Linked DNA regions of Oryctolagus cuniculus: region 1 is linked to region 2. The links are chromatin contacts, called in public Hi-C maps. All regions are on one chromosome and are shown on one strand. Each heading gives the region's core, a stretch centred on a gene start, on an enhancer-like site or on the middle of the called end of the contact. The rest is flanking DNA. Distances are from core to core; before and after follow the strand shown. Region 1 holds the start of SMPD1 (sphingomyelin phosphodiesterase 1). Region 2 holds the start of MRPL17 (mitochondrial ribosomal protein L17).

Region 1 (3,134 bases), core at 250-2,749, 300 kb before region 2:
GTTAGGTATGGTGACTTAAAGCACACAAATATGTGGGAGGGAGAGAATTGCATAGATTATATGAAAATACCGCACTACGGGGGCCAGCACTATGGTGCAGTGGGTTAACTCCCTGGCCTGAAGTGTCAGCATCCCATATGAGTGCCAGTTTGAAACCCAGCTGCTCCACTTCTGATCCAGCTCTCTGCTGTGGCCTGGGAAAGCAGTAGAAGATGGCCCAAGTCCTTGGGCCCTTGCACCCGCATGGGAGACCTGAAGGAGGCTCCTGGCTTCTGGCTTCAGATGGGTGCAGCTCTGGCAGTTGTGGCCAATTGGGGAGTGAACCAGCAGATGGAAGACCTTTCTCTCTCTCTCTCTCTCTGCCTCTCCTTCTTTCTCTGTGTAGCTGTGACTTTCAAGTAAATAAATAAATCTTTTTTTAAAAAAAGATGAAAAAATCCAGCTCTAATCTTAAAAATATGTGTTAATAATTATTGTGATTACTGTACCTTAATTATAATTTATTATTTATTTGAGATACAGAGATGGAGTTCACATCTCTGGTTCACTCCCCTAAGTGTCCACAAAGGCTAGGACTGGCCAGGACAGACACAGCCAGCAGCTGGGAACTAAAGCTATGTTTCCCACCTAGCAGGAACCCAATTCCTTGATGATGCCCACAGAACTGGGTTGTGGGGTGGAGAGCGGGGAGTCACCTGGAAGAAATTCTCAAAGGAAAGAACTGACAGCTTTGTGGAAGTTGAACAGCATAAGTTTTAACTGTTGTTCTGCGCAGAACTTCCCTTGTGCTGGTTTCTCCATCTGTGAAACGGGGTTAACAATATTACATCTACTTCTTAGAGGTGTCAGAATTGAAGAGTAATTAGAAGGTGCCTGGATTAAGTTTTTGGCACATCGTAAAGAAGGCAATACATGTTGGCTTTGTTACTATTACAGATACTCGGATACTCGGTGGAGAACAAAGCTCTTGTTCCCAGCCACCGCTGCTGTATGGTCTCTACTGCTCCTAGGTCATTTTACCGTCCGAAGCCTTAGATGAGCCGAGAGTTCCCGTGTATTTGGAGAATGCTGGATCAATAGTGACTCAAGGGCTGTCAAGGTGATTCCAGGGAGCTGGCGGCAGGGGCAGAAGGTAGGATGCGAGGAGCCCCCTTGACGGGAGCTGCACACTCACCTGGAGGATCCTCGCCTGGCCCTGCTCCTCCTCCCGCCTCCCACCACGCAAAGGGCAGAAGTCTGAGTGCACATCTGGGCAGTGCAGCCCCCCAGGAGCCTCGGAAGCACCCCCCCCCCCCCAGCCACACAGATGCAGCGCCACAGCACAAGCGCAGAAGCTGGCGCGGTTTTGTGCGGCTGTGGCTGCCAGGCGGTGCCCCTGGTTAACCGCAGGGAGCAAGGGCCCGCCCCACGCCCACGCGGTCCGGGCCAGGGAGGGGCGAGGGAGGGGCGAGGGAGGGGCGGGCCCGGGCGAGCCACGCCGCTCCGCCCCGGCAGAGTTGACAGGACTCTCGGCGGCCGCCGGGATCAGCTGTTGCTGTTGCTGACAAGAGGAAGAGGAAGGGGCGGAGCTGCTTGCGGCTGACTGCTGAGCAATCAGCCGACTTAGAGAGAAGAGTAATCGGGTGTCCCCAGCGCCTCCCGGGCCTTGAGGGCCGGCCAGGGTCGGACAGGCGAGCCAGCCCTGTCTAGGAACCCTGGCAATGCCCCGCCACGGAGTGTCACCGGTCCAAAGCCACTCCGGATCTGGCTGGGGGCGGGGACTGGACAGGTCCTTGGGGGCCCCCAACCGAGGACTCCTTTGGATGGGCCTGGGCCTGACGCTGGCCCTGGCTCTGGGTGACTCCCTGTTTCTTGGGGCCCCCGCGGAAGCCCACCCTCTTCCTGCCCACGGCCATCCTGCACGGTTCAATGGCATAGCGCCCCAGCTCCGGAATGCTCTGGGGTGGTGGAACCTCACCTGCCCCGTGTGCAAAGCCCTGTTCACCGCCATCAACTTCGGGCTGAAGGTGAGTGCTAAAGGGGCTGAGATGGGGCAGGCCAGGTGGGAGCCCTGGGGGGTGAGGACTGGGAGGAAAGCAGATGCCCCAGGGTCTGAATGCATCCCTGATGGATGGAGAAGGTGGCATCTACAAGCCTTGACTGTTTGCTCCCCAGTGGGGAAACCCATGCCTACACGGCACCACCGTCCCAGTGGGAGCTTTGTGAAGTAAGGAAAGAGTGAAGACTGAGAAAGCCAGCTGGCCAAACGAAGGTCCTGAAAAGCGTGCTGCTGGCCACTGGTCAAGGAGGAAGCACTGGCCTGGCACTGCCTGCATTGTGCATATCTGGGAGGCACTTCAGTGGCACTGAGTCCAGCCCAGCCCCCGTTAGGGTATGGAGACCCAAGAGGTGTCGGCCAGGTTCCCCTACTGTATCTCTGGTGTCTCACCCCCTCTTTGCTCCCTCCACAGAAGGAGCCCAATGTGGCACGGGTGGGCTCTGTGGCCATCAAGGTGTGTAATCTGCTGAAGATAGCACCGCCCGCTGTGTGCCAGTCGGCCGTCCACCTCTTTGAGGACGACGTGGTAGAGGTGTGGACGCGCTCGGTGCTGAGCCCCTCGGAAGCCTGTGGCCTGCTCTTGGGCTCCAGCTGCGGGCACTGGGACATCTTCTCCTCCTGGAACATCTCTTTGCCTGCAGTGCCGAAGCCACCCCCCAAGCCGCCCAGCCCTCCAGCCCCAGGCGCCCCCATTAGCCGCATCCTCTTCCTCACTGACCTGCACTGGGATCATGACTACCTGGAGGGCACAGACCCTGACTGTGCAGACCCACTGTGTTGCCGCCGCGGCTCTGGCCTGCCCCCTGCCTCTCGGCCAGGTGCTGGATACTGGGGCGAGTACAGCAAGTGTGACCTGCCCTTGCGGACCCTGGAGAGCCTGCTGAGTGGGGTGGGCCTAGCAGGCCCGTTTGATATGGTGTACTGGACAGGGGACATCCCCGCCCATGACGTCTGGCAGCAGTCTCGTCAGGACCAGTTGCGGGCCCTGAACACCATCACAGCCCTCGTGAGGAAGTTCTTGGGGCCAGTGCCAGTGTACCCTGCTGTGGGCAACCATGAGAGCACACCTGTCAACAGCTTCCCGCCTCCCTTCATA
Region 2 (3,327 bases), core at 480-2,979:
TAAAGTGGGAGCCTGCCGAGAAACAGAGGAATGGTGTCAGGGTCTCCTGAGGGTTCCTAGGAAAGTGGATTGACAAAGTTTCACTTGTAGATTTTACTGCCCCACCCATCAAAAGTAATCTTTCTCTAAGGAATCTAAACGGCTCACTCTCTATGCTGGGTGTCAAAACATAATCACCTTCAGGAGCAACACTGGAATTGTAAGATGTGTCCCATCTAAAATGGCATTAACAAAAATAAACTATACTAAACACACGGAACCCGAAACTAAGAATCAGAAAATCAAGCCATGAATTTACTATCTCAGGTAGATTGAGCATTTAGTTTTCATTCTCCAGAAACCTCAGAGGAAGAAGAAAAAAATCAATTTACATATATTCACGTTAAGGAATTTTATATACTGTGCAGGTCAAGGGCCAGAAGATTCTGGACCCCATTAAGATTGTCCATTCCAGAACTCTCACTCTAGGTCTTCTCAGACATTAATAAAAGAGCAGCAGAGGCCTGTAATCAGTGGCACCAATGAGAGCTGCAGACCCATCAGCCCCAGTTAGGTTCCTGGTGTTTGAGTTGTGTGGCAGCTGTGAATACTTGTTTCCTGGTTCAGCCTGAGGTCCTCCCGCAGTCCCTGCAGCAGCTGGTTTAGGAGTGTAAGGTTGCTGTCTCTGGGAGGCAGAGGCAGGGGTGGGAGGCAGTTCCCTTTATACTCGATCACAGCCATCTTGGCCCGATCCTGCTCACTCCGATTCGGGATTTGCAGCATTCTCGTGTAGCCCCCATTCTGATCTCGGTACCGAGGGGCCAGGACTTGAAACAGCTTTGGGATCAAGTCCTTCTCCTAGAGGGAGAATTATTCAGGAGAGAGTGGAGTCAGGTACAACTGCAGAGGCATTTAATTCTCAGCTACTCCCAAAGGTAGGGTCCAAACACATGTACACAGACCTCCCCCACGTCCCCCCCAAAGTATTACACAGAGGGGCCATTCACAGGTCATTCTGGCGTATGCGTAGTCGCACCGGGTTCAACTTAAGACACAAGTTTCCAATTTAGTTCCTAACAGTGGTCCACACGTCAGAGCTTAACTCTGCCCGGCCCCCTCCCTCCAACAATCCCCTCCTCTGAGGGAGCAAGCAGTGCATCTGGGAGGCAAAGACGGGTCACACTCACCGTGAGCCAGAAGTCAGCCATACGCATGGCTCGTTCGTTGGTGTCTCCCAGCTTCCCATAGTCGATGAGCTGCGAGGAGATGGCAATCAATTCATCCCGCCACTCAAGGGTCTTTAATTCAGGCCGCCCGCGACTACGCAGCCCTTACTCGTCTCCGGTTTGGGCTCAGTCTAGGATCCTACGTGATTCAGACTTGGGGAAGGGTTTACCAGAGCAGTCCAATTCCTCGCCAAATTCAGCCAGACCCCGCCCCTGCAGCCTAGACGCGCGCGGAGACAGGCCGGCCTCGCTCCTTACCTTCTCGGCGTAGCCCCTCATCTCGTCCACGCGCGCCCATGACGCCTCGATGCGTTCGTGTCGCACCAGTCCCGTGAGCAAGTTCCGCAACAGGTGAATGCGGGACTCGGGTCCCAGGCCCAGGCGGCGGAATACGCGGCCGTGGGAGACGGCGGCGGCGACCGACAACCGCATGTTCGCAGCGCCCCCGCCCCTCAGAGGCCGGAACTGGAAACGCCAGGGGAGGGGCCAGGCGGAGGAACGGCGGGGCGCATGCGCCGTCGCCCGGTGCGTGGCGGACGTGTTTGCGCATGAGCATCACGGAGTGCCTCGCTGGCAATCTGAGGAAGGGCGGAGGAGGGGAGTTGAGCTTTTCCCGAGGCGGAGAGCCGGGCGAGCGTCCCTCGCTGTGAGGGGGTGCTCCGCGGCGAGCCAGGGAGCGAGGCGCCACCTAGTGTGGCAAACGGCGGCCATCGGGTCCTCCTAAACGACGTGGCGGGGTTTAGACGGACGGGAAGCTCCTCCGCGGAGCGGCTAAGAAAGTGAGTGTCTGAGGGAGCCGCGCCTGGAGGGGTCGCGCTGCTGCGAGCTGACTGAGCGCGGGCCGCCGGTAGCAGTAATGGCGAAAGGAGTAACCAGGAAGCCCAGGAAAGAAACTCAGATAGTGAGACTTTTCTGTTGTTGAAGTAGTCATCGCAGTTAAAAATCCTAGCGCTAAAAGACAGAGTAATGGGCTAGCATTTTAGAATTACATCTCTGTATTTTTCGAAAGGGTAAAAGCATACTTACACATTATCTGTTCATGTACAATAACATTATAGTTTACTTTTGAATCTCAACTCTGCAAGTTTAATTTTTTGAAAAGTTTGATTCATTTAAATATTTGAAAGGCAGACGATGGGGCAGTGGGGTTTGGAGATTTGATGCGATGTGGAAGTTCCATCTGCTGGTTTACTCCCCAGTGGCCGCAATAGGCGGGTCTGGCCAGGCAGAAACCAGGAGCCAGGAACTCCAATGGGAGCCCCCATGTGTGTGTCAGGGTCCTAAGTCCTTGTGCTATCTCCCCTTGCCTTCCCATGTGAATTAGCAGGGAGCTGGGTGGGAAATGGTGCAGCAAGAACTCCAACCGGCTGCTCAGATATAGAATACCATCATCGTAACGGGTAGGTTAGCCATTGTGCCACAGTGTCAGCCCCACAACGTCTCCAAATTTACAGTGAGTATCAGTATTATTCTTTGTGGGTTGAACTGTCATCCCCCCACTTCTCCCACCCCCGGCCACCTCAGAATGTGACCTTATTTGGAAAGAGTCATTGCAGATGTAATCAATGACAGTAAGGTCATACTGAAATAGGAAGGACAGTTCATGAAAAATGGCGAGTTTGTAAAAAGAAGGCATTTGAAGAGTCAGACACACAGGGTGAAGATTGTCTGACAAAGACAAAGACATACAAGGAGAATGGCTTGTGACCATCAAGAGAGGGTTTGGCTATATAGTTGCAAGTGAAGGAATGGACTCCAAGGATTGCCAGGAAACATTTGAAGCTAAAAGAACATCATAGATCCGTCCCTAGATCTTTCAGAGAACATAACCTGTGGACACTATAATTTTTAACTTCTAACCTCCTGAGATGTGAGACAATAGATTTTGTTGTTTCAAGCCCCATGGTTGTTTTACTTTGTTATGGGGCCCTTCATAACTAATACATAATCATGTTCTTTAGACAGTGTAATTAATATTTGTCACTCTGCTTGTAGGTGACCAAATAACACTTAGTATTTTTTTTTTTATTTTGTAAGTTTTCTTTCACATGAAGCAAGAGATAGTCATAAGAAAAGTCATAAACATGGGGATGTTGGCAAGGATTTATACAAATCATACTTC

The links. A called contact is a pair of places that touch in the nucleus more often than the background predicts.
Region 1: a contact with region 2 is called in a Hi-C map of an unstated tissue, with 2.6 times the contacts expected there. The contact joins the promoter of SMPD1 here to the promoter of MRPL17 in region 2. A contact is called at or near these places in 3 of 6 Hi-C or Micro-C datasets (ear pinna, liver and an unstated tissue).

Annotation. Positions count from the first base shown.
Region 1 is chr1:60,498,624-60,501,757 of mOryCun1.1, reverse strand. It overlaps SMPD1 (sphingomyelin phosphodiesterase 1), which reads left to right and starts at 1,499. Exons shown (of 6, transcript XM_002708758.5): 1 at 1,499-2,006; 2 at 2,451-3,134. The coding sequence starts at 1,701.
Region 2 is chr1:60,200,840-60,204,166 of mOryCun1.1, reverse strand. MRPL17 (mitochondrial ribosomal protein L17) reads right to left here and starts at 1,729. Exons shown (of 3, transcript XM_002708772.5): 1 at 1,464-1,729; 2 at 1,167-1,235; 3 at 294-837. The coding sequence starts at 1,637. The coding sequence ends at 550.